Linked DNA regions of Zea mays: region 2 is linked to region 1. A link is a contact called in public Hi-C data. All regions are on one chromosome and are shown on one strand. The core of a region is the stretch at or near the end of the contact, and the rest is flanking DNA. Distances in the headings are between cores, read along the strand shown. Region 1 holds the start of LOC111828497. Region 2 holds the start of LOC100383702 (Phytochrome B).

Region 1 (7,416 bases), core at 1,800-4,299:
TTACACCGTAGGCTATAAAGCCTTGTAGCTGGCTCCTTTGAGAGACGAGCAATAACACAGTTATTTCCTCCATTCTCCCTACCACTCTCAAGCCTTCGGAAGAGGGGTAAAACCTCACCGGAGAAGACGGACCGAGGGTACGACCTACGTAGCCGAGGGCCCCCTTCCCTAGACTCTAAGGCCCTTGACACTACATCACTCGGTTGCCTAAAAGGGAGAGAGCACAGAATGTGAAAGATTTCAGACCAATTAGTATCGTACACAGTTTTGCTACATTGGTCACAAAGCTTTTGGCTAATAGGCTTGCTGGAAAACTGCAGTAAATGGTTGCCCCAACCCAGTCTGCTTTCATCAAGAAACGGTTCATACAGGACAACTTCATGTTAGTGCAACAAACAGTCCATTTTCTTCACCGAAAGAAACAGCCCTGCATTCTTTTCAAATTAGATATTACAAAGGCTTTCGACTCAATATCTTGGGCTTTTTTATTGAAGTCGTGAAGAAGTTTGGATTTGGGCAGATTTGGTGTGATATTATTAGTGGGCTGTTGGCTACCTCTTCTACTCAGATTTTAGTCAATGAGATTCCAGGTGAGCGTATTCTGTACCAAAGGGGGCTGAGGCAAGGCGATGCCCTCTCGCCTATGCTCTTTATTTTAGTAATGGATATTCTATCACAGCTGATTCAGCAGGCGTCTGAGGAAGGTCTCTTGCAACCATTGTCCTCAAAACCATTGCAACATCGCATTTCTCTTTATGCGGATGATGTGATGATTTTCCTGCGGCCCGACCCTCCTGACATAAGTTTGTTGCTGAACATTCTTCAACTGTTTGGTACAGCTTCAGGCCTCAAAACTAATGTCCAGAAAAGTAATGTGCTTCCAAATCATTGCTCAAGTGATACGGTTGTTGTGGCTAAAAGTATGCTTCCTTGTGAGTTCTCTGCTTTCCCTTGCACCTATCTGGGCCTCCCCTTAGCGTTATATAAGTTGCCTCGATCCCAGATCTGTATGTTGATCAATAAAGTGGCATCCATGCTCCCAGGGTGGAAAGCTGAGATGATGAACCGAGCTGGCAGGGCAGTATACGTTCAGTTTGTTATGACTGCAAAAATAATTTATACTGCAATGGCTATTGATTTGCCTTACTGGGCCATCAAGGAAATTGATAAACTCCGAAAAGGCTTTTTGTGGAGGGGCAGAAAAGAGGGTAATGGAGGGCTCTGTTTGCTCGTGTGGCCTAAAGTTACTAGATCAAAGGAACTGGGTGGTCTGGGGCTGCATGATTTAAAATCGTTATGCTGGGCTCTTCGGGTTAGATGGCCTTGGTTGCAAAAGACTGAGTCTAATAAACCTTGGACCGTTTTTTCTACTCATTCTAGTAAAGAGGTTCAGAAGCTCTTTGAGGCGGCTGTGGTTACAGTAGTGGGGGATGGTACCAATACACTCTTCTGGAAGGACAGATGGTTAATTGCAATAGGAGTGTTAGTAAGATTGACCCCTCTTGTAGCCATGGTCCCTAGAAGAAGGATCAACAAAAGGCTGGTCAGTGATGCCCTAACTTTTAGAGTGTTGCTGGAATTTTTTGAGCTGTATCATGTTCTTGAGGATGTTGTTCTGCAGCCTGGAGTGCCTGATTCTCACTTGTGGAAGTTTTCATCATCTGGATCTGTTATGACCGACAGCCTAGCTGCCCTAATAAAATCAGTTAGTTTGTTTAGATGGATAACTATCAGTTAGTTTGTTTAGATGGATAGGGATAAGGAGTTTGTTTAGATACATAAGGATTGGGTTTGTTAAGATATTAGATAAGGATGGCTGCTATCTCAGCCCTATAAATGTACCCCTTCAATCAATGAAAGATTAAGCAAGCAAATCATCTTGCTAGGCTTCCCCCTTTCCTTGTGACTTGCATAGTTGGATAGAAGCCACATATGCAATACATTCATCCAAATTGTTTTGCTTAGAAATACATACATCATTAAGTAAACAACTGCAACACAACATCCTCGAGCTACATGTATCAGCAATTCAGCACAGAGGAAATTGGAATAGAGAGTCAATCGACTTGAAGCTCACAAGAAGTTTAATAGGATTGGCAGGAACCCACATAAAACATGCAATACGCCACAGCACCAAAGTATCTAGAACCTCCCCTGAATTAAAGGGTTTAGGGTTTCTAGGGACTAATTTTTAGTCCCTCTATTTTATTCCATTTTTGTCCCTAAATTGCTAAATACGGAAACTAAAACTATAATTTATTTTCTGTATTTGACAATTTTGGGCTACAATGGAATAAAATGAAGGTACTAAAAATTAGTCCCTACAAACCAAACACCCCTAACTACACCTATAATACTCCAATTTCGCACTACAGCACCAATAAGAATCTTAATACTACCAATTACTCAGCCAATTCAAGAATCATACCGTTGCCCACCCGCCATCGTTAACAGATGAAACCTTCACACGGTTGCTCGTATCATCTCCCTCCTCATCCTCAGCCACGCATCCCTCGCCGCGCCCCACAGGGGGCGGCGGCAGTGGCGCGCTGGTGTCCTCGTTCAGCACGATGCGAAGGCCATCATCGCTCTCATCATCGCTGCTGCTGTAGCCCTCGGTCCCGTCGCCCAAATCCACCGCCTCGTTCTCGTCGGGCTCCGGGAACTCCCCCTCGCCGTCGGTGAGGGGGTCGGAATCCCTCGCGTTTGAGCCGCCACTCTCCCCTGCGGCAGCGAGCGCGGCGGCGACCTGCTCGTCGAGGTCCGCGTAAAGGTCCTCGACGTCGTCGACATTGTTGTCGTTGGTGGATACACCGAAGGCGGCGGCCGCGTCCAATGGGTCAGCCATAGAGCGGCGCAGCAGCAGAGGGAGCACGTGTGAGGTACTAATTGCTAAGAAATTGGTGGCGCGCGGACGAAGGTTGCACAAAAACCTTGGACCTAAAACCCTAGAACTTGTGGGGGCATTCAGGCTAGTGGCAGTGGGTGCCCAGATTGCCGATAGGACCTGAAGTGCGGCGTTGTCTCAAACTTCTCAAGGGTGACGGGCCGCATTCATACGGATATTTTGGGCTCCGGTAAATGCTACAGGATTCTGCAGATTTTTCGTGAAATTGAATGGATTCAAAGGGTGGGGCAAAATTTTAGACTTGATTTGAACTCAATCTAGTTGCTTGTTTGTTAACTTAAATTACTAAGAGTATACGCAAATTTTACTCTTCCCTCTTTAGAGCATATCCAAGAGACTTTTTATTTTTAGCTCTTTGTTTGACTGTCTATTTAGGTAGTGTTTGGTTCCAGAGTCTATTTGGATGGAATGGCTCCGTTCCAGATTCTAAGAACAGAATGGCTCCGTTCTGTGTTTGACAGTTAGAACAGAGTCACTCTATTTTTTTGTTTGGTTCTAGAATGAAGTAGAATGGAACAACCCATTCTGTGTTCAATTATAGAGTGGATAGAATAGATCTTCTCCATATATATACACAAAAATAATAATATTACTAATTCAAACAAAAAATAATATAATTACAATACGTATATGGTTTTCACGGTCATAAATGTGGAGATAAAAAAATTATAATACTTTAAGCTATTAAAGACTAATGAGTAATGACTAGATTTGACAGAACAGCCCGCACGATTTACATAGTTTAGAACAGAGACGCTACGACGGGAGGGGAGAGAACAGGGGCACAGCCCCACGCTGCGACTGGAGAACTCGAGCGTATAGGTTCGAGTGTTTTTCTGGAGCCCAGAGATGCAGTATATTGAATGAATATTCTCTTTTTGGAGCCTATCGATTCTACGTAGAATCAAACCAAACACGCTATATACTATAATAGAGTGGCTCCATGACCCTATACTCTGGATCCAAACGCTACCTTATATCCAACAGACTATTTATCTAGTTTTACTAATCAGATGGCTAGCTAAATTTAGCTAGTGAGAGCTAATTTAGATAATCAGATAGCTTAACGAGTCAGATAGCTAGTCTGTTACAGAGTTATTTTGTTGTTGAATAGTCAATATTTGGCTTAACGAGCTATTTAACTAGTTTTTTAAGATGCTCTTAAGGATTAGTTTGGAAGAAAGGGTGCTAAAACAAGGGAGCGAAAACCTCCCATTTTAAACTAAATTTTTTATTTAAATAGAATTGCTATGGATTGCTCATCGTAGGAAAAGACAGGGATCCTACGGGCACGGGGCAGATCTTTCAACAAATCAGCGTTATCATAGAAAAAATTCACTTCAGCATTCGAACCAAATTTAGATATATTCAAATATTATGCAACCAATGAAACAATCGTCAAAGTCATGAGCCGCCAATAACCGGTTTGATGTATAGCATATAGAAATTGTTTCCTACGATAAAAACCGGCAGTCTGTAATTAAATTATGTATCGTGTATGCTTTCAATATCTCCCTATACTGGATCACAACAACCCGGTTCAAAACTTCAATGCAGCAATCTGTCAACTTTGGAGGTACAATGGTGGAACAGATGAAACATTGTTGCTTGATGCTTCGCCTAATCTCAATTCCAATCAATGGCGTTCTTCAGCAAACTGGATCTGTTCAAGTGGTGTAAACTGGGCAGTGCTCCTGTTCCTAGAAAATCGGTAGCCCACAAAGATGGACATGCAAATGGCTACCACTGAAAGAAGTAAAGCAAAGCCAGTTGCAGCATCCCAAGAGCGATTAGGAGCTGGACGGTAATACGTAGCTTCGGACGAAGGTTGTATATCCAAAACCAACCAGTTGCAGCTGGCTGAGTAATGATCGGAGTTGCTCCATGCTTTGCCATCGTCTGGGTACCACAAGGCTACGGACATATTGCTGGGACGTCCTATTGTGAATTGTGCATCCTGCATCACCAAAAGAGCATTTGATTACTGTATTTGGTTAGGGTAAATACAGTAAAACATAAAACTTCAAGCAGGTTAAATTGACATAGAAGGTTTCATATCAGTCAGTTCACATTTTTTAAATAGGTACGCATACAGATCGGCCCATCATAAGTACAGATGAGGTAGATTTGTCAAAGGTTCAAAGCATACTAGGCACAAGATGCATGTGGCCTGTGGAAGATATGTATGTCTCTCGAGCGTATAAAAAGCAAAAATCTGACTACTGGACCAGTTCAAGTCCTGAAGGAGATACGGTACAAGACCGGGTATCTCTTGCAAAACACGGGATGAAGTTCTACTCGGTTTCGATCTCTGTTCGATTTGTACTCAGATTGTAACCTGATGAAATCTGCATCACATAAATGACTTGTAACTCTAGCCCCTATAAATAGAGCTAGGAACCCTCCATAGAAAATTGCGGATACACCCAAGGCATCATCTGAAGAAATCTAAAAACAGACACATCTAGAGACAACTAGCAAAGTGTCCATATGTTGGTGAGGTTTCCATCTATGTTTTGAGTATATAGTATAAAACACAAAGATATGTGTGTTTTGTTGATTAAGTGTGTGTGAATGTGGGTTTGGAGCAAACAACCATGGTTCAAATCCTCATTTGTACACAATAGTTTTTTTACCATTTAAATGTGGGGGATGGACCATCCCGGAAGTTGTCCCCTCTGCAGTCAGGACAATGAGACAGTTCAACATCTCCTGGTCGGTTGTGTTTTTGCTAGGCAAGTTTGGTTTTCTATCTTGGAGATGGTTGGTCTCCAATTTTTCTCCACATCTCCAGATGTGACAGTTTTTCAAGATTGGTGGTGTACAACTGTGTCTTCTGCCAATAGAAAATCATTTAATTCATTGGTTCTGTTGGTGGCTTGGTGGTTGTGGAAGCACCAGATTTAATTCATTAGATTTTGGTTGTCGTAAGGTGGTTCTCTATATCTCGATCTATGTAAGGCATGTATCTTTCTCCTAATTAATATAATGATATGTAGCTCCCATGCGTGTTCGACAAAAAAACATGATAGTACAGACACTCATACTAAAAAAAACTCGACCTGCGGAGGGTAAGACACCCTCAGGCATTGTATTAAGAAGAAGACCTCCTCACACGGGTCGAGAAAACCCCCCCGAACCCCTGCCCCATTCATACACAACGACACCGTAGCCCATGTGAGAACGACCTCGGCCGGGGGCCGGGCTTTAGGCCTGTGCTTTGTCGTAGGATAGACGAGGGGTTTTTTTAATCACAGCCTAAAATTCGCTCTCACGGGAAGTCAAACCTAGAACCTGAGGAGTGCTACTCAGACCATCTAACCAACTCGGCTAGAGCCTAGAGGCCCTTTCACCAGACACTCATACTACAATATCTTGAATGTAATGTGTTAGTGGATAAGTACCTGCTGAAATTGATCCATTGTTCTTAAGGGTCTTGAAAACTCAAAATAATATGTACCCTTCTCATCTTGTTGTCCATAAGGATTATCGTCATCAACAAAGCCTGGGAGAAGATTTCAAAAAAACATTAGACAATAAATTTTAACTTACATGTATTTGCCATATGGTGAACATTCAATTAAGGTATACTGATGACTAGCCAGGTTAAGAGAGCTTATGTTTCCATATTATTGCAGTGGAAGTCCATTGCTTTTTAAAATAAATATATATACGCAGTTGGAGATAAGGGGCATTAAGAAGAATAAAGCATGCAAACTCAAGTTGTCAACTCTCAGAAGCTGATCTCCATATGCTATATTCTTTAGAATTCATAACCAAACCAAGTACGAAGTAAAGATAAAAGAGAAACGAGTCTGATGGTATACCTGAATGGAAGGTCAATGAACTGTGCCACCAAGCCCCATGCCAATCATTTTGAGCATTTGAATTGTTCTCTGAAACAATTTTTGTCCCAAAACAAAGTTCAATAAAAAAAGGTAGTAGGAAAATAACCAAACATATAATCCATACATGATGGTTTCTAAATTTTATAAGCATGTTTACCTTTAGGGCCCACTCCATCGAGGTATCGGCAATGTGGATTCCATGCATAGACATCAACAAGGTGACCAAATCTAAATAAAGAGATACTCTAACCATAAGTTTCTACAATACATAAGTACGCGATCATCATGCAACAAAATAGAACATAGTTACCTGTCGTTTCCATTCCCAGCTGCATTGTCTATGTGATTGCCACCGTAAAGTCGTCCAGGGATAGCATTTCCAATTGAGAAGTGCATAATGTCAACCTCATGACCTCTACAACTTTTACTTGTGCATGAACCTGGCATATCTTTGCATCCTCCCATCTAAAAATGCCAAACAATGTTCAGCATACATTATAAAATGACCAAAAATAAAGAGTGCAAAAGGCATTGTCCAGAAATACAAAAAGGAGCTAGTATATATAATGATTAAAAAACTCAATGCATGCATGAAATTACACTTGTAATGGTTCATAGCTGGAAGCAACCAAACTTACATTGTAAAATGTGGCTTTCTCT
Region 2 (7,416 bases), core at 1,483-3,982, 210 kb after region 1:
CCGCTCGGATTACCCGCCAGCAGCTCACCGGAGACACCATGTTCGGTGCCCTCCGAGGGCAACATGGCGCTTTCCCCCTCCTCCTTGTGGAAAGGCGACGCAGGGGCGTATGTAAAAAAGTCGAGTCTGTCCCTGACCGTCCTCTCGCCCTGTGCAGAGGCTCGGGGGCTGCTCTCGCAAACCCGGCTCCGGCCAAATCGTTGACAGCGTCAACATACCAGCCTGAGAACTTGGGACCCGACCGTGCACCCGGGCTACGACCAGCTCGCATGAGGGAACGACCAGACCAGCCAAAGCATTGCGCGAGGCATTAAGACCTCAGAGGAGTCAAACCACTCCTCCGAGGCCTCGGGGGCTACACCCGGCGGGTGCGCTCGCGCGCACCCACCGGAACAAAACGCAACCGAGAAAGGCTGGTCCCCTTGCAAAAAAGTGCGACAAAAGCCTCCAAGCGAGTGTTAACACTCCCTTCGAGGCTCGGGGGCTATTGTCGGAGACCATAATTAGGGGTACCCTCAAGACTCCTAATTCTCAGCTAGTAACCCCCATCAGCACAAAGCTGCAAAGGCCTGATGGGTGCGACTAAGTCAGGGATCGGTCCATTCGAGGGACTCAATCACGCCTCGCCCGAGCCCAGCCTCGGGCAAGGGCAGCTGACCCCGGAGGATCTCCGTCTCGCCCGAGGCCCCCCTCCAGCGACGAACGAACTTCCGGCTCGCCCGAGGCCCAGTCTTCACCAAGAAGCAACCCTGGCCAAATCGCCACACCAACCGACCAAATCGCAGGGGCATTTAATGCAAAGGCAGCCTGACACCTTTATCCCGACGCACGTCCTCCAGTCGACAGAGCCGAAGTGACCGCAGTCACTTCGCCGCTCCACTGACCGGCCTGACAGAAGGACAGCGCCGCCTGCGCCGCTCCGACTGCTGTGCCACTCGACAGAGTGAGGCTGACAGGCAGTCAGGCCCGGCCTCAGGCACCATAGGAAACTCCGCTCCGCCCGACCCAGTGCTCGGACTCGGGCTCAGCCCCGGAAGACGGTGAACTCCGCTCCGCCCAACCCAGGGCTCGGACTTGGGCCCAGCCCCGGAAGACAGCGAACTCCACTCCACCCGACCCAGGGCTCGGACTTGGGCTCAGCCCCGGAAGACGGCGAACTCCGCTCCGCCCGACCCAGGGCTCGGACTTGGGCTCAGCCCCGGAAGACGGCGAACTCCGCTCCGCCCGACCCAGGGCTCGAACTTGGGCTCAGCCCCGGAAGACGGCGAACTCCGCTCCGCCCGACCCAGGGCTCTGACTTGGGCTCAGCCCCAGAAGACGACGAACTCCGCTTCGCCCGACCCTAGGGCTCGGACTTAGCCCTGGCTTCAGCCGACGGTCTCCGCCTCGCCCGACCCAGGGGCTCGGACTCGACCTCGGCCACGCAAGACAGACTCGACCTCGACCTCGGAGGAGCCTCCACATCGCCCAACCTAGGGCGCGGACCGACCACGTCAACAGGAGGCGCCATCATTACCCTACCCCAAGCTAACTCAGGCTACGGGGAACAAGACCGGCGTCCCATCTGGCTCGCTCCGCCAGACAAGTAATGATGGCACCCCGCACGCTCTATGACGACGGCGGCTCTCAGCCCCCTTACGGAAGCAAGAGGACGTCAGCAAGGACTCAACAGCCCCGACAGCTGTCCTTCCGCCAGGCTCCAGCGCTCCTCCGACGGCCACGACACCACATGAACCGGGTGCCAAAACCTCTCCGGCTGCCACGATGACATGTATTTAGGGCGCTAGCTCTCCTCCGCTAGACACGTAGCACCCTGCTACACCCCCCATTGTACACCTGGATCCTCTCCTTACGCCTATAAAAGGAAGGACCAGGGCCCTCTTACAGAGGGTTGGCCGCGCGGGGAAGAGGACGGGACAGGCGCTCGCGTGAGGCCGCTCGCTCCCCCTCCCGCGTGGACGCTTGTAACCCCCTACTGCAAGCGCACCCGACCTGGGCGCGGGACAAACACGAAGGCCGCGGGATTTCCATCTCTCTCTCGCTTCGGCTGCCTTTTCTTCCCCCCTTCGCGCTCCATCTCGCGCCGACCCATCTTGACTGGGGCACGCGGCGACATTTTCACTCGTCGGCCCAGGGACCCCCGGTCTCGAAACGCCGACAGTAAGAAAATGAGAATCCCTTAGGATCAGTTTGACTTTGAGAACCTTATTTTCCCAAAAAAATAGTACATTTTTTATTTGGAAAAAAACTTTTAGAAAAATGAAGTTATTAAACTAGCCCTTAATAAATAGATTTGTCAAACTAGCTAAAGAAATAAATAAGAATATACTCCTAGTTTTCAGCGCCTAAATAAAAGCTGCAAAGGTAAGAGCATCCGTATCCACTTCAGCTTTCAAGTTTGGAGTTCGTCGTCGTCCCCAGCGTGACTGCGCGAGTGCTATCCATTCCAAACCTGAAACCACTGCGGCCCAACCCGGCAACCCCGATCCCCACTTCCCCAGTACCATCCCTATCCCAGCCACGCCATCGTCATCGCCTTGCGCGCAATATCCTTGGCTCCACGCCCCAGTAAGCGACCAGTGACAGTGAGAGCGGTGAAGCAAACCAAAGCAAAGCTATCGGAAGAACCTCAGTCGAGGGGGCGAGCGAGCCGACGAGACGACTGACGAGCGCACAAGACCGGACGGGGCCGCCTAATCCAGAGAGAGCCCCAGGTCTCCCCCAACCCCGCCATGGCGTCGGGCAGCCGCGCCACGCCCACGCGCTCCCCCTCCTCCGCGCGGCCCGAGGCGCCGCGTCACGCGCACCACCACCACCACTCCCAGTCGTCGGGCGGGAGCACGTCCCGCGCGGGCGGGGGAGCCGCGGCCACGGAGTCGGTCTCCAAGGCCGTCGCCCAGTACACCCTAGACGCGCGCCTACACGCGGTGTTCGAGCAATCGGGCGCGTCGGGCCGCAGCTTCGACTACTCCCAATCGCTGCGCGCGCCGCCCACGCCGTCCTCCGAGCAGCAGATCGCCGCCTACCTCTCCCGCATCCAGCGCGGCGGCCACATCCAGCCCTTCGGCTGCACGCTCGCCGTCGCCGACGACTCCTCCTTCCGCCTCCTCGCCTTCTCCGAGAACTCCCCCGACCTGCTCGACCTGTCGCCTCACCACTCCGTTCCCTCGCTGGACTCCTCTGCGCCGCCCCACGTTTCCCTGGGTGCCGACGCGCGCCTCCTCTTCTCCCCCTCGTCCGCGGTCCTCCTAGAGCGCGCCTTCGCCGCGCGCGAGATCTCGCTGCTCAACCCGATATGGATCCACTCCAGGGTCTCCTCCAAGCCGTTCTACGCCATCCTCCACCGCATCGACGTCGGCGTCGTCATCGACCTCGAGCCCGCCCGCACCGAGGACCCCGCTCTCTCCATCGCCGGTGCAGTCCAGTCCCAGAAACTGGCGGTCCGCGCCATCTCCCGCCTCCAGGCGCTACCCGGCGGGGACGTCAAGCTTCTCTGCGACACAGTCGTGGAGCATGTTCGCGAGCTCACGGGTTATGACCGTGTCATGGTGTACAGGTTCCATGAAGACGAGCACGGGGAAGTTGTCGCCGAGAGCCGGCGCGACAACCTTGAGCCTTACCTCGGATTGCATTATCCCGCCACAGATATCCCCCAGGCGTCGCGCTTCCTGTTCCGGCAGAACCGCGTGCGAATGATTGCCGATTGCCATGCCACCCCGGTGAGAGTTATTCAAGATCCTGGGCTGTCGCAGCCTCTGTGTTTGGTAGGCTCCACGCTACGCGCTCCACACGGGTGTCATGCACAGTACATGGCGAACATGGGGTCAATTGCGTCGCTTGTTATGGCAGTCATCATTAGCAGTGGCGGTGACGATGAGCAAACAGGTCGGGGTGGCATCTCGTCGGCAATGAAGTTGTGGGGGTTAGTGGTGTGCCACCATACATCACCACGGTGTATCCCTTTTCCATTGAGGTATGCTTGCGAGTTTCTCATGCAGGCATTTGGGTTGCAGCTCAACATGGAGTTGCAGCTTGCGCACCAGCTGTCAGAGAAGCACATTCTGCGAACTCAGACGCTATTGTGTGACATGCTACTACGAGATTCACCAACTGGCATCGTCACGCAGAGCCCCAGCATCATGGACCTTGTGAAGTGCGACGGGGCTGCACTGTATTATCATGGGAAATACTATCCATTGGGTGTCACTCCCACTGAGTCTCAGATTAAGGATATCATCGAGTGGTTGACGGTGTTTCATGGGGACTCAACAGGGCTCAGCACAGATAGCCTGGCTGATGCAGGCTACCTTGGTGCTGCTGCACTAGGGGAGGCTGTGTGTGGAATGGCGGTGGCTTATATTACACCGAGTGATTACTTGTTTTGGTTTCGGTCACACACAGCTAAAGAGATCAAATGGGGTGGCGCAAAGCATCACCCTGAGGATAAGGATGATGGTCAGAGGATGCACCCACGGTCGTCATTCAAGGCATTTCTTGAAGTGGTTAAAAGCAGAAGCCTGCCATGGGAGAATGCAGAAATGGACGCAATACATTCCTTGCAGCTCATATTGCGTGACTCCTTCAGGGATGCTGCAGAGGGCACCAACAACTCAAAAGCCATTGTCAATGGACAAGTTCAGCTTCGGGAGCTAGAATTGCGGGGGATAAATGAGCTTAGTTCCGTAGCAAGAGAGATGGTTCGGTTGATAGAGACAGCAACAGTACCCATATTTGCAGTAGATACTGATGGGTGTATAAATGGTTGGAATGCAAAGATTGCTGAGTTGACAGGGCTTTCAGTTGAGGAGGCAATGGGCAAATCTCTGGTAAATGATCTTATCTTCAAGGAATCTGAGGCGACAGTTGAAAAACTACTCTCACGAGCTTTAAGAGGTATTTCCATTTCTGTTTCTTATATGGATGCTATTGCCTTTATACTACGTTTCATGAAAACTGCGGAGTGCTGTTGAGGAAAATATTATGTTCTTGGTTGTATCTCTTAAGGTATATGGCATAACAGAAGCTTATGGACATGATGTACACATGTTTATTAGACCAAATATGGAAATGTGTGGTAATATACTCCTGGAAAATGGATATTTGAAGGAGCTGAGCCTATCTCAGTTTGTTGACAGTGTGGATGTATGCCTAGACCCAGACCCCCAAGTTCAAGTCCTTGTCGAGGCGATTTTTTTGCATATTTCTTCTAATTAAAAAGCCCTTCTATGTTGGTCAAGGTTTTTTAATAGATATACTCAGTTTCTTAGGCGGACTTCTTTTTGTGCACAAATATATAGAAAATGGGGGATCAACTAGAGACTACCAACAAATTCATTCAACCATTTCTAGAGTATTTTTAGAACCTGGTGCTTATAACTAGCAGACATGAATACTCATTAGTCATATGTGAAAAGTAAGCATATGAAACTTATAAAAAAGGTCATGTTAGTTGTTGAAGTGTATGAGTGGATTAACTATCTTTTCCCATCAGCTTAAGCTTTTGGGTTCAACTGGTTAGCGCGTCCACTCCAACATGGTACCAAAGACAAAGGTCTCGAATTCGAATTCTGGCAAAGGCTTTATTTATGCCTCCACCCATTTATTTCCACGTTTGCGCCCCTCTCTCTCTCTCTCTGGCTGCATTTGCGCCTTTCTCTCTGGCTACACGTAAGTGGGGGTGTTGAAGTGTATAAGTGGATTGACTACCTTCTCCCATCAGCTTAAGCTTTTGGGTTGAACTGTTTAGTGCGTTCACTCTAACATTAGCTACTCACAGGAGTACAATGTTTCTCCCCAGGCTGTTTGAACTATTTTAATGTACTTCCCAATGCATGTAGCTAAGCTATGTTAGCTTTAATGGATGTGAGATTGGAGAGTGCTAATTTGTGAAGTTGCTTCCCATACAGGTGAGGAAGACAAAAATGTGGAGATAAAGTTGAAGACATTTGGGTCAGAGCAATCTAAGGGACCAATATTTGTTGTTGTCAATGCTTGTTCTAGTAGAGATTACACACAAAATATTGTTGGTGTCTGTTTTGTTGGACAAGATGTCACAGGACAAAAGGTGGTCATGGATAAATTTGTTAACATACAAGGGGACTACAAAGCTATTGTACACAATCCTAATCCTCTGATACCACCAATTTTTGCATCAGATGAGAACACTTCTTGTTCAGAATGGAATACAGCCATGGAAAAACTTACAGGATGGTCGAGAGGTGAAGTTGTTGGTAAGTTTCTTATTGGAGAGGTGTTTGGAAATTGTTGTCGACTCAAGGGCCCAGATGCATTGACAAAATTCATGGTTATTATTCACAACGCTATAGGAGGACAGGATTATGAGAAGTTCCCTTTTTCATTTTTTGACAAGAATGGAAAGTATGTGCAGGCCTTATTGACCGCCAATACAAGGAGCAAAATGGATGGTAAATCCATTGGAGCCTTTTGTTTCCTGCAGATTGCAAGCACTGAAATACAGCAAGCCTTTGAGATTCAGAGACAACAAGAAAAGAAGTGTTACGCAAGGATGAAAGAATTGGCCTATATTTGCCAGGAGATAAAGAATCCTCTTAGTGGCATCCGATTTACCAACTCTCTGTTGCAGATGACTGATTTAAATGATGACCAGAGGCAGTTCCTTGAAACTAGCTCTGCTTGTGAGAAACAGATGTCCAAGATTGTTAAGGACGCCAGTCTCCAAAGTATCGAGGACGGGTCAGCATTCTGTTTACCCCTTCTACTCACACATTCTCTAATATTTGCATTGAATATTTACATTTGATCATTCATATTTGTTTAACTTGAACCTGAAGTAGCCTTAATCTAAATTTTGATGGTCGCTAATCTTGACTGGTAGAGGTCCAAAATCGGAGTAGGAATTAGAGAAGTTCATCAGTCATTAGACTACCACAGTTCATTCTACTGTCTTTGCAGTTATTTAAATAAATTTCCCCTTGCACCTAAGTTATTGCCAACATTAGATGAAGATCCTTGTTTTTTTGTACTACCCTTTAAGACATCTTTGTTATTATCCCTCATGGCATTTGTGTGTGTAGAAGGGAGAGAATTGTTGTATTGATAGGAGATGGGGTACATATATATAGGGACTCAACCCTAACCCTAATGGGCCGGCAGCCCAACAGTGGTGCCGGCCCACACACACAGTCTAACATCCCCACGTAGTCGCAACGGGGACACCACACACGATGAGACTGGAGTAGAGGCCGAAGGTAGGAGCCGACGGGTTGAAATCCCCCCGCAGTCGCAACGTCGTGATGGTGCGAATGTTGCGGCTGGAGTAGAGACCGGTGTGTGCTCCAAGAAGACGATAGCCTCTAGATGCCGAGGTAGCCGAAGTCGAGGTGGTCGCGGTCGGGAGACACGCAGCAGAAGCCTGATCTTCGGGAGGGGTAGACG

What was found. A called contact is a pair of places that touch in the nucleus more often than the background predicts.
Region 2: a Hi-C map of tassel shows a contact between it and region 1, with 4 times the contacts expected there. The contact joins the promoter of LOC100383702 here to the promoter of LOC111828497 in region 1. A contact is called at or near these places in 7 of 25 Hi-C or Micro-C datasets (bundle sheath, ear, endosperm and 2 more) and 1 of 3 datasets of contacts at active chromatin or transcription factors (leaf).

What each region holds. Positions count from the first base shown.
Region 1 is chr1:49,663,877-49,671,292 of Zm-B73-REFERENCE-NAM-5.0, forward strand. It overlaps LOC111828497, which reads right to left and starts at 3,050. Exons shown (of 9, transcript NM_001360189.1): 1 at 2,429-3,050. The coding sequence starts at 2,848. It overlaps LOC100273099, which reads right to left. Exons shown (of 8, transcript NM_001147548.1): 3 at 7,395-7,416; 4 at 7,067-7,221; 5 at 6,914-6,984; 6 at 6,736-6,804; 7 at 6,313-6,413; 8 at 4,318-4,865. The coding sequence ends at 4,545.
Region 2 is chr1:49,877,564-49,884,979 of Zm-B73-REFERENCE-NAM-5.0, forward strand. It overlaps LOC100383702 (Phytochrome B), which reads left to right and starts at 2,733. Exons shown (of 4, transcript NM_001176339.1): 1 at 2,733-4,893; 2 at 5,907-6,714. The coding sequence starts at 2,733.